Linked DNA regions of Mus musculus: region 2 is linked to region 1. The links are chromatin contacts, called in public HiChIP or PLAC-seq maps. All regions are on one chromosome and are shown on one strand. The core of a region is the stretch at or near the end of the contact, and the rest is flanking DNA. Distances in the headings are between cores, read along the strand shown.

Evidence for each region. HiChIP or PLAC-seq counts read pairs in DNA pulled down with a chosen protein or histone mark.
Region 2: an H3K27ac HiChIP or PLAC-seq map of heart atrium shows a contact between it and region 1, with 12 times the contacts expected there. The contact joins two enhancer-like sites. A contact is called at or near these places in 2 of 39 promoter capture datasets (the C10 cell line and embryonic stem cells), 11 of 15 datasets of contacts at CTCF or cohesin (CD8 T cells, the G1E-ER4 cell line, the NIH/3T3 cell line and 6 more), 252 of 484 Hi-C or Micro-C datasets (the 4T1 cell line, the AML12 cell line, the AtT-20 cell line and 138 more), 56 of 115 datasets of contacts at active chromatin or transcription factors (the 230-238 cell line, CD4 single positive thymocytes, CD8 T cells and 40 more) and 5 of 9 other capture datasets (adipose tissue, embryonic stem cells, liver and 2 more).

The regions. Positions count from the first base shown.
Region 1 is chr6:86,813,636-86,819,968 of GRCm38.p6, reverse strand. No RefSeq gene overlaps it. Among named protein-coding and RNA genes, the nearest start is that of Anxa4, 23 kb to the right of the region's middle. Within about 2 kb of position 4,863, at least 56 of the 459 cell types and tissues checked have an H3K27ac peak or open chromatin away from gene starts, as enhancers often do. A contact at or near this core is called in cerebellar granule neurons, cerebellum and heart atrium, where this site is marked.
Region 2 is chr6:86,916,578-86,922,228 of GRCm38.p6, reverse strand. The region is part of intron 1 of Aak1 (AP2 associated kinase 1); the gene reads right to left. Among named protein-coding and RNA genes, the nearest start is that of Aak1, 70 kb to the right of the region's middle. Within about 2 kb of position 3,903, at least 36 of the 459 cell types and tissues checked have an H3K27ac peak or open chromatin away from gene starts, as enhancers often do. A contact at or near this core is called in cerebellar granule neurons, cerebellum and heart atrium, where this site is marked.

The DNA.
Region 1 (6,333 bases), core at 3,614-6,113:
AAGTAGCATTAAAACCACGCAACATCCAGGCAAGCTAGTAAGATGGTACCAAACTCTGCCTGCCTTTCTGTCTGTCAGTCAGTCTGTCAGTCTGTCTTTCTCCCTTCCTTTCTCCCCCCCCCCCCACTCTTCTCTCTTCCCCTAACCCTTTCCCCCTTTCTTAAAAACAAGTTCTTGCCAGACATGGTGGCACATGGCTTTAATCCTAGCACTCTTGATGCAGAGGCAGGTAAGTTTCTGAGTTTTAGACAAGCCTGGCTTGCATACAGAGTGAGTTCCAGGACATCCAGGGCTACACTGAGAAAGCCTCTTAGGATAAAAAGGAAGGAAGGAAGGAAGGAAGGAAGGAAGGAAGGAAGGAAGGAAGGAGAGGAGAGGAGAGGAGAGGAGAGGAGAGGAGAGGAGAGGAGAGGAGAGGAGAGGAGAGGAGAGGAGAGGAGAGGAGAGGAGAGGAGAGGAGAGGAGAGAGGAGGGGAAAGGAAAGGAAAGGAAAACAGGTACTCAGAAGTCCCAGGCTGTTCCAAACCTGCTGGGAACGTGACCGTCATCTTCTGATCACCCTGCCTCTAGTTCACTAATGCTAGGATTCTAGGCCTGTGCTTCCGTCTCCTGTTTCTGAGGTGCTGGGGGTTGAACTCACGACCTCCTGCTTGCTGCACAAGTGCTTTACCGGCTGAGCTACGTCCCCAGCCCCTTTTCTGTGTTTTGCTTTCTGTGTTTTGTCTCACTGTGCAGCTCTGGCAGCTGTGGAGATCCACCTGCCTCTGCCTCCCCTGTGTTGGGACTGTGGGCACCATTTGCTTCTTTGTGACATTTTTTCCCCTAAACCACGCTTCTTAAACATCTTGAAAAACATATATAATTTAAGCACCAGCTGTAATCTTAGCCAGCAGATGGTGTTGCTGTGGTATTTGGAATACATCCCCAAGTTATTGTCACAGTCTCTTAGTATCGTATTACTTTTTATTCTCTGCTTGATATTTTATCAAGGGCAGTTTTTATACTGACTTTACATTTTAATACCATTAGATAACTAACTGTAAAGTATTCCATCAAGTCATAAACAGATGAGTACTGTTATAAAGATTTAAATTTTGATTACACATAAGTGTGTGTAGGTTTGCACAGGTGTGAATGCGGTCCCCATAGGGTCCAGAGGAGAATGTGGGGATCCCCTGGAGATCGAGTTGTGGGTGGCTGTGATCCACCCAATGCAGATGCTTGGTACTGAACTCAGGGCCTCTGCAGGAGCAGGAAGGACTCTGCTGAGCCGTCTCCCAGAAACCATTGAGTTTTCTTTCGTTTTCTTTCTTTCTTTTCTTTCTTTCTTTCTTTCTTTCTTTCTTTCTTTCTTTCTTTCTTTCTTTCTTTCTTTCTTTTCAAGACAGGGTTTCTCTGTGTAGCCCTGGCTGTCCTGGAATTCACTCTGTAGACCAGGCTGGCCTCGAACTCAGAAATTCACCAGCCTTTGCCTCCCAAGTGAGTTTTCTTTTAATAGGTTGTAACTTGTTTAGAGTGCTACTACTACAAATCCACATACATGTATGAAGTCTATATACAGAACTCTTGCCAGTCAATCATAAGAGAAACAAACCCACTTTTTAAAATGGTAAAAACCAGATGCCAGGTGTGATGGTACAAACTCCCAATCCCAGCACTAGGGAGCCTGAGGCAGGAGGGTCAGAAGTTCAAGGCCAGCCTGCACTACATAGTCAGATTCTATTGCAACACTCCTTCAGTATCACGATCCCTACAAACCTGCAGAAGGTGAGAGGGTAGTTTGCCAAAGAAAATATACTCAAGTCAAATAAATATACAAAAATAAGGCCCCCATCAGTCACCTGGAACAGCAATAAGGTAACACTGCACAATCATTAGATTAGTTTTTTTTCATTAATTGATTGATTGATTGAGTGAGTGAGGCAGGGTCTCACTATGTAGACCAGGCTAACCTGAAACTCACAGAGAGAGGTCCACCTCCTTCAGCTTCCCAAGAGCCGGGATTAACTGTATGGCCCACCATGCCCTGCTTAGAATGGCATTTATTTATTTAACGTGTTTGTGCGTGTGTGCCAGCCTGTGTCTTTTTTATGTGTGTCTGGAGGGCAGAAGTCAACCTCAGGTGTTGTTACTTAGATTTTTCATCCAGAGTCTCTTCCTGGGACCTAGAGCTCATCAATGAATCTGACTGGCCAGAGACACTGCTGGCATCCTCCTGCCTGTGCTTGCCCAGCCTGGGACTGAGTGCGTGCTCTGACACCCAGCTTTTTCTGTAGGTTCTAGTGTGAATGCAGATTCTCATGCTTGCATGGCAAATACTCTCCTAACTGAGCCATTGCCTCCCATTTATGAGCTTATTTTAAATGTTTGCTTCCAGGTCTTGCCATGTAACCCAGGCTTGCCTCAAACTTACAGCAAACTCTTGATCTATTTGTTTCAGATCCTGAGTTCTGGGATTCAAGGTCTGTTTTGCCATGCCCAGGTCAAATTTTTCTAAACTAATAACATATTACTGACACAGCTCATGGGTAAAACAGCTTGTAGTGTTTTATCATGTTAAACTTTCCTATTGTGCCACACAATGACAGCAACATGTCTGTATAAAGACCTGATTACATATAGTCATAGCATCATAGCATAAGTCATAATAGCCCAAAACTGAGAGCAGCTTAAATGTTTATCAGTGGGTGAATGGACAAACAAGTGAAACCTGTCTATAAAATGGGGGACCGCTCAGCAACACAGATGAGTGAGCTCCAGACACAAAAAGATACACCTCAAAGGCTGCTGGACCCCAAGAGCACCTACGACATCATTCCACTCTTGTGGTACTTTATAAAAGGTTTAAGAAAGTGGATGCCTGCCTGGTCTACAAAGTGAGTTCCAGGACAGCCAGGGCTACACAGAGAAACCCTGTCTCAAAAAACGAAGAAGAAGGAGGAGGAGGAGGAGGTAGATGCTGATTCCCAAGTATCAGGAGAGGAGGCAAGAACTTGACTGGAAGAGGTAAGAGGTAACTTCAGATGAAATCAACGTTGAGGGCTGCCGCTAGCTGCAGCTGGCACAGCGCTTGTCCAGAAGGCCCTGGATTCGATCTCCTGCACCAGATAAAACCTGGCATGCTGTGGTATGCCTGCAATCTCAGATGGGAGCCGGAAGGAGGCTCCCTGGGGAAGAATGTTTAGGACTAAGCCTGATGACCTAAATTCAATCTTGGCCCCCACATGGTAGAAGAAGAGAACTGCAAGTTGTCCTCTGACCTCCTCTAGTGTGTGCTAGCACATAAGCTAAATAAAGCCTAATCAAATTGTAGGTGTAGGAAGACTAGAAATGCACGGTTATCTTATCCTCGGCTACACAGCCCGTGCTAAACAAGATCCTGTCTCAAAAGGGTCTCTGTGTTTTACGCCTTGTACACATTTATTGGAATGAAACTTGAGCATTTAAAAGGAGAGCACTTTTAGAATATACGTTAGACCTTGATAATTCTGAGCTTTTAATTTTTGTTTGTTTGTTTGTTTGTTTGAGCCATTCCCCTGAAGGAGAACTTGAGAACAGATTGGAAAAATCAGGAAGAGACACAGGATTTGAGGGGTGTGGGAGATGGTGTCAGGAGCTCTTCTGGTTTGGGAAGTGTTAGGAGGTTGAATTAATTAGCCAAGCAAGGAGAGAGAAGAGAGACAGAAACGGTGCTACTGAAGACAGAAGGATGGGAAGGCGAGAGATGGGAATTGTGACAGGCTCCATTTATTTTTCTCTTTATTCCCTTGTCTTGCCTCTCTTGTTTGTTTGTTGATATCTGGGTATGTTGGTAGAGAACCTTACATACTATATGTACTGTTTAATCTCAGTTGTCAACTTGGTGAGAAACAAAATCACCTGGAAGATGGGCCTCTGAGTGTATCTTGGGGGCATTATCCTTTTTAGGTGAATTGAGGGAAGACCTGGCCACTGTGAGGCTGCCAATCTCTAGCCTGGGATACAGGCTGTCATCACTCTCTGCACCTTAGCCTCCATGGGTGTACAGACCACACAATCTGTCCGGCTCCTGCCCTGTGACTTCCTGAGTGATGGACTGGAGCTGTTAGCTGAAACACGCCCTTTCTCCCTTGTTTTGCCAGGTGCTTATCACAGCAAAGGGAAAATAAGACACTGTATGTGAACAGGCTTCCAAATACTCCACTCAGCAATTGGGCCCTCTCGGACACAGAGTGGGGGAGGGGAGGGGAAAGGAAGGGGAGGGGAAAGAGGAGGGAGAGAGGGGGAGGGGGAGGGGGGAGGGAGCGGGAGAGGGAATTAAGATCCTTGGGAGAGCTGCAACAGGCTTCCACCCAGGTGCACACCACCATTCGATTAGCTGGCTCCACCCACCACGGAACAGGGAGAGCCTGGCGGGTTGGACCCCAGCCCCAGATGTCAGGCTTTGAAAGCTTGCTCTCAGCTTCCACGCTCTGCTGCCGCCTACATTCCTTTCTGAAATTTCCTGTGTAAGTATTATTGTCAGATTCAAAAGAAAAGGGAAGGGATGCAGAGAGGCTCCATCTTGCCATTTCCACGTATTTATAAGTAGAACTTCACCCTGCTTTCTAGTGGGGAACACTTTCAGTGCCACACACCCAGGTCCGTCTCTCACTCCCGTTACTCATTCTCCCTTGGGAAGAAGCCATTCATGTAAGGATATGCCCAGGTCAATGGTTGCTCATTGCTGGCAATGATGATTGATTTCTCTGAGCCTGGGGAAGGGCCCTGAGCTTTCCGTGAGCCCTCCTTCGTGGCATAAACACTGCACCAGAGTGGATTTGAGGCTCCTGACACAGTGGAGCTGTTTGTAAAATTCCTGAAAATGCAGGCCTTCCTTTTCACCATCTGTTCTGTGCAGGCTGTAGCCACAGGACACCCACAGAACACAGCTATAGGGGTCAGCTTCCCGCTGTTCCCAAACCCACATTCCTGAAAGGGAATATTGTATTGGTTACTTTTTTTTTTTTCCAAAGCTGAGACCAAATGTCTCAAGAAGCAACTTAAGAATTGTTAATTTTCTCTTCCTTCTCTTCTACCCCTCCTCCTCTTTCTTTGACAAGATCTCATGTAACACAGGCTGGCCTTGAACTCTTATGACCTATGAACTCCTATGATCTGGGATTCCTGATCCTCCCGCCTCTACCTCCAAAGTCTGGGTTATAGACCAATGAACCAGATTTATAGGACGCTTACTTTGGCTTACAGTTTAAAGGTTGTATAGTCTACCATGACAGGAAGGCTTGGCAACAGAAGTATAAGGCCATTGGTCATGTTGCATCTGGAAGCAGAAGGTGGACAGGAAGTGGGCCTGGACTATCCACTTCCTCCAGCCAGACTCTACCTCCTAAGATTCCACAGAGTTCCAAAACAGCTCCAGCAGCTGGGACTAAGTGTTCAAAACCAGGAGGCTTTGTAAGTCTTCAAGGGCATGGGGGAGTCACTTTACCTTCAAACTATCACAAACACAAAGACCTGGGTGTGTACTTTGCATAGGACCAACAGAAGGGAGTTCTGATGCAGGGACAACCTCACAGCCTGTCTTCCAGGAGAGAACGGGTGGATAGAAATGGTCTGCACCTCTGTCCCACAGCAGTGCCCAGTGGGTAGTGTCTGCCTAGGGTTTTCAAGACAGCAGATCCTGGATATAGATGACATTCCTGGCACACTTTTAGAGGCTCTTCTCTTCACGTTTGGCCACCTCATGGAGCCTGAGTCTTTCTTGTCCCATGGTGGACATGGTGCCCAGTGTGGATACACAAATGGACTGTGTTAGGCATGCCCAGGGCTGGGGTCAGGGTGGACCCACAAATGGGCTATGGTGGGCATGCAGTAGAGAACTGAGCTTCTCTGGAAGGGATTGTCCTGTTGTTAGAAAATGGAAGGGTGCTGTGAGTACCTGAGACCCACACAGGACTTCAGGTCCAAATATAACCACAGCAGAGGACAGCCTAAGACAGGCCATGGGGGCCTCTGAGCAGGAGTGTGACTGAGACTCCAGCCTTCTCCAGCACCGTGGCATATATGATGCAGAGGTCCAGTTTACAATACCACTCTATGATTCTGTTTTTTACTTAGTTTTTGCTAATGACTTCCCTGGAGACCTAACTACTTTTTTCTTCGAAGGAGAACGAGAGAAATCTAGAATAATTTGAGTTATTGAAGCCACCTGTAGTGTGCCCCTTGATGCTCCTGTGTCGTCACCCCTTGAGCCACAGGCTGCATCTGACCTCAGCACCTTGCTCCCTGTGACCCAGGCAGAGCCAGGAATCCAGCTGGACTCCCTTGAACTTGTGCTGCCTGTTGGCAGGGAGT
Region 2 (5,651 bases), core at 2,654-5,153, 100 kb before region 1:
AAAAAAAAAAAAGAGTTGATGAATGTTCCCACTCGCAAGAATTTGTATTTTAAAGGCATTTTAAGGTGTGGTGCCTAACATCCCGGAGGACAAGCCACTCCGTTCTGAAGCAGGCCATGCAGTTGCAATGAGAGATAACGGCCACCAGATGGGAGCAGTGCTGCAGAAACATGACCTCTCCAGCTAGGGCTGAAAACTCAGCAGGCCAGACCAGATCTGCAATACCTACAATCATGATAACTCTTAGAGCAAAGCAAAGGATCACTATACCCAACAGAGTCAGAGCCATACTATTAAGCACCTATGCCTATAAAAGGGTCCATGTGTAAATGGAAAAGAATCAACTATAAGATCAAAATCAAAACCTAGTAAGATTTGTCATTCTAACAGTGACAGCCACTCACAGTGCACTGTGGAACAAATGGAGTGAACTACTAGGCGAGAAGGAAAGGTAGCAGGCAGCACTTCCCCAGCACGGCCCCCTCCCCCCTCCCCAATGGATCAGGGGAACAACTCTCAGTCTCCAAAGCCAACTGAGGATGCTTCAGACAGAGTAAGAACGCATGTGGCCTGTGCTGCTCTTACTTCCCAAGGGAAAGGGGCTCCATCTGTGAAGTAAAGCAGAAGAGGCAGGAGGGTAACTTTCATACTGTCACACTTGACAAACTCTTAAGAATGTGGGCATTGATGTAATTTACAAAAAGAATCATATAGTCTTCTATTTTCCCTCAAATATACAGCACTCTGGTCTATTTTTTATATCAATCTATATTAACTTACAGAAGAGTGAGTTTCACTATGGCACAACCACACATCATATAATATACTTCTTTCATATCTCCCAACATTGTACCTTTCTTGTCCTCAATTTCTAGTTATTTGTTGAAGCAGGCTACTCACTCTAGTCTAGTCTGACCCAAAATTCCTCTTGTAGCCCAGGCAGGCTTCAAACTCATAGTAATCCTCCTGCCTCAGCCTTCTGAGTTCTGGGGTTTATATGTGTGAAATATAACACCCAGTTTTGGTTTTTTGTTTGTTTGTTTGTTATTGGTTTGTTTGTTTTTGAGACAGGGTTTCTCTGTGTAGCCCTGGCTTTCTTGGAACTTGCTCTTTAGACCATGCTGGCCTTAAACTCACAGAGACCCATGTGCCTCTGTTTCCCCAGTACTGGGATTAAAGGCTTGTACCACCACTGCCTGGCAGCCACTTTCGTTTTTAATTTTTGACCAGAACAGAAGTTACTATTTGTAACTCATTGTGAGTTTAGTACTGTGTCTATGTGGTCGGTTCCTCCACCCACCAGATCATCTCACCTTAAAACAATGCTTACCACATAGTGAAAATTCAATACTGAATTCATTTCCCTCTTAATTTTTACCATAGAGAGTAGAAAAGTGTGGCAGAGATCATGGAAAACGAAGTACAAATGGCTGTGAGGGCTGCCATCGCATGCAGGCACATGGATAATGTCCACGCATGTGCATGTGGGAACCAGAGGCAATCTTAGATGTGGTTCTGCAGGAGCTGCTTGCCTTGCTTTGTAACACAGGGTCTCTCACTGGGTGGAGTTTGCCAACTAGGCTAAATCTGGCCCACGGGGCCCCCAGAACCCTACCATCTTTCCTTCCCTAATGCTGGGATTACAAGCATGCCCCACCATGCCTGGATTTTTATATGGGAGCTGGGGATTTAACTCTGATCTTCATGTTTACACAGGAAGCACTGTACCAAGTGAGCTACTCCCATCCCCACCACCACTACCACCACTCCAATCAGCAATGTTAATTTCTAAAGGTGAGGAGATACAGGGCCAGAGATGGCTCAGCTGGTAAAGGTATCCAAAACTAAGCCTGACCAAATGAGTACAATCGCTGTCACCTACAAAAAGGAAGGAAAGAGCTGATTCCTACAGTTGTCCTCTGACTTCCACATGTCCCTCCCCAAAATGAATGAGTCAATGAATGAATGAATGAATGAATGAATGAGAAAAGAAAAATTTAAAAAACCTAAAATGGAAACCCAAATTTTATTTGAAAACTCTAGATTTAAACATAAGCAATAAGTCACATTTTATATTAACGGTAAATAACATCACTACAGAAGCTAAACACTTTACAGACTCTGAGCTTCCAGTATTCTGCCTCTGATCTAATCTAAACCCTTCATCTTACTGATATGCAGAGACAGGAAACAACATAGTAAATGTTCCAAACCTTAAAAGAATACTTGTAAGCAAACTCCAATACATGAGTATATATTGGTTAGCAAGTTCTTGCCAGAAAAGACCCAGAATTTCCATGTGGCTATTTCCCCCTACATAAAATAGACAAAGAAGGATTAAGTTCTCCATTCAAGAACACAGAGGTAATTAGCAAGAAATTCCACAAGACCCCTCATCTATTTGTGGTTTTCTTTGTAAACCAACTGTACACACATCACAATGGCCTTACAGCATCATGCACTCCCACAACCATCACAACAGGGAGCGGCTTCTGCAGATCGTTCTTTCCTCTTCTTCCTCAAACCCTGCAATGTGAGCTCTAGTTTCTCTGTACCTGAGCTTTGCTTGGCCTAAATAGAATCACACAGCTTAGACTCTCATGCCTGGCTTCTTTCCTACTGCATATTTCTAGATTCAGTCTCATTGTTACAGGTATCAGCAATTTTGGGCTTTTTTTTTTTTCAACTGTTTCATTGTACAGACGCCCATAGTTTACCCATCCACTATGGAAGGACATGCAAATGTCTCTAGCTTTGTGCTATTATAAATTAAACATCTGTACAGAAGGAAGGCCTTTTTCATATACGTAGTCATTCCTCAGCCACATGACAAGTTTAACCACCCTAATGGTCCCTCACAGTGATTATCAGCCATATGGAAGTTTTAATTCCATGTCCTCCTCAGCCCATGGTTACAGATCTTTTCATTGTAGCTATTCATTTTCATGTGTCCTCATCTGACTGTGATTTTCATTTGCATTTTCTAACATATCCTATATCACTGAAAGCCCTAACATGAGTTGCTTTCCTAATACTTTCCTGAGAAAGGCTTCAATCAGCACAGATTCAAGGAGGTGCTAAAGAAATTAATGACACAACGAGGTCCTCTACTTCTCAAATACATAAAGACACCAAAAGTGTCTAGCTCTCTGCTGGTAATGAGAATTTGTAATACAGGCATCCGTCTGATACAAGCTAGGACAGAACTGATGGCCCTGCTTCTGTGTTTGTAAGGCCAGTGAAGTACACAGGGCATGGATTACAGTCTCTCCACGTGGCTGGGAAAATTATATAATCTTGGAGCAAAATCTCTCAGTGCTCATACCAACAAAAGATCACAATGTCAAAGAGAAACTTTTCAAAGACAACAAAGAAAATCTTCCTGGGACTTCATCCTGACAGTCGACACCCATAAACAGTACTGCAGTGGAGGCAGGACCTCTACTGCCACTTCATCAGACACGGAATCATGGAAGGTGGCAGCAGCCTAGGATATCCTACTGCAGTGACCTGCACTCAGGGAGGAAAGGTAACAGACAGAGAGCCCTGAGGTTATCTGAGCAATGCTGGGTGCAACCGGGCAGGCATGAGAAGTGTGAACTGAGAAGCTGGACAGACGCCCATCCTGACTTTCAGACAGGGTTTTTTGAGTGGCTGCCAAAGAGGTTTTGCTGTTATTTTTAAGCAGGGCCAAAATTCTAGGCAATAAAAATCTGACATATGGCACCAGCTTATTTTTTGCACATAAAAAGAAACCTACCTTTCTAACCCAGATCCTATCTACACCTTTGAGAATGGCATTTACCTGCTTAAGATCAACAAGACAAAGGTCAAAGGAACAGGGATTCCAAAAGGAGGAATGGGTCCTGCAGGCCCATTCGGTACTCTTGGCTCTCAATGCAAGCATGCCTCCCTTTAAATAGCAGCAAACATCGTGAGTGTGCTTGGTGGGTGCAGCTCCTCTTTGAATTACCCAAGAGAGAATCAGGAAATAGGAGTCTTTGAAAGAGTCAGGAGGGGAGACCTAGCCGAGGTGGAAGTGCATCAGCTGAGGGCTTATGAAAGGGTGGCCTGGCCCACCACTGTTTCTCTGGCCTCCATTCCCTTAACTGCAGACATGGAGATCAAGGTCAATGTTTTATGCTGAGGTTCTACAGTGGACATGGGAAGGGAAATCTGACTGGATGCACACAGCATCCTTCCTAGCGTCAAGCAAAGCAGCTCAACCTTTCCCTATGTAAGAGTTCTACAAAAGATGCTAGGCAAAGATAGATAGATAGATAGATAGATAGATAGATAGATAGATAGATAGATAGATAGATAGATAGATAGATAGATAAAATATTGGTTGGGAGGACAAATAGGCTAAAAGGAGGGGAAAGTCTCCTAAATCCTAATCAAGTTGGGCTCCAGATTAAGACTGAGCTACATACCCTGTCATGCTTCTGTCTTCCTAAGAGTGTGAGAGGTAGGAAGCCCTGTATTAAAAACCCCACCTAACCGTTACCCATCGTGGCAGAGTCCTCTAGGCAAGCATACTTCATGTTCTGTCCACAGGGTTTCTGAGCCCACACAGGGATGACCAAGAAGCTAACAAACACCATCCACACTTGACTCACACTGAAGACAACTTTGCCAGAAGTTTCCAAAGAAGGAGTGATGATTTTTAAAGCTGTAGAACAGATGGCAAGAGCACAGCAAAGCCCGCCCAGGAGAAAAGGTCAGTGACGTGAGTGCCTGCACTGACTGCAGGGGAGACTTGGGCTTGTTTTTCTAAAGTCAGTCTCTCTCGCCTCAGCCTGAAATCACCATGTGCTAGGTCCTTCTGGGGAACATATCAAAGCAGTCTTTTCCCCAAGCAGAAAGAACACCCAGATGGGGACACTTGAGGTATTCAACTCCCTCTTCCCAGCAGGGCTGTGGGCACGGGGCCAGAGAATGGCAAGACTGTCAGGGGTTCAGAACCCAACCAAGCAACAGCCCAGGCAAACTACAGGATCGATGGAAACAAAATGCCTCTTCCTCTGTAGGCCTGCAGTGGTCAAGGAACATCTCCAGTTCAGGAAGCTCCCTTAGGGGGTTGAAAAAAATTCCTCCTCTAATACCACCTTTACCAAAGGCACCTGCCTGCTTAGAACAAAAAAAGAAGAGCTGAAGAAATCAAAGAATTCTGTGTGAGGATCCAAAATAAACTAGCCTGGCTTACCAGCAGCTAAGTATGATAGAGAGAGGGCCTTCCTTGTGCTACCTGGCTACACCTTCACTGCTCTGTTGTTATAAACTAGCTGTGTGGAAAATGTAAAAAGTGGTGAGGAGACACTGGTTCAGTCATATTCTCTGTTCACTAAAATCCACAGCTGCTTCTCCTGGTCAGAAGAACCATACTCTACTCTCCCACTGCAGCTAGGTGATCTGGAAACAGATACTGAATGTCATTCATCCGTCTGAAACTCCTTGCTAGCATCTCAGCCCTCCTTGAGAAAACACTGCCTGCTGCCTATGGCTGGAAGGCTCAAAGACATGTCCTAGCTTCTTCTAGATACTACAGCCTGCCAGTGCTTAGTCACATAGCCCTATCCCAGTAGGAGCCTCCCTGCTTCCACAGTGCTGTGCATACTTCAGCCTGCCTACAGTCTCTTTGCACATGCTTC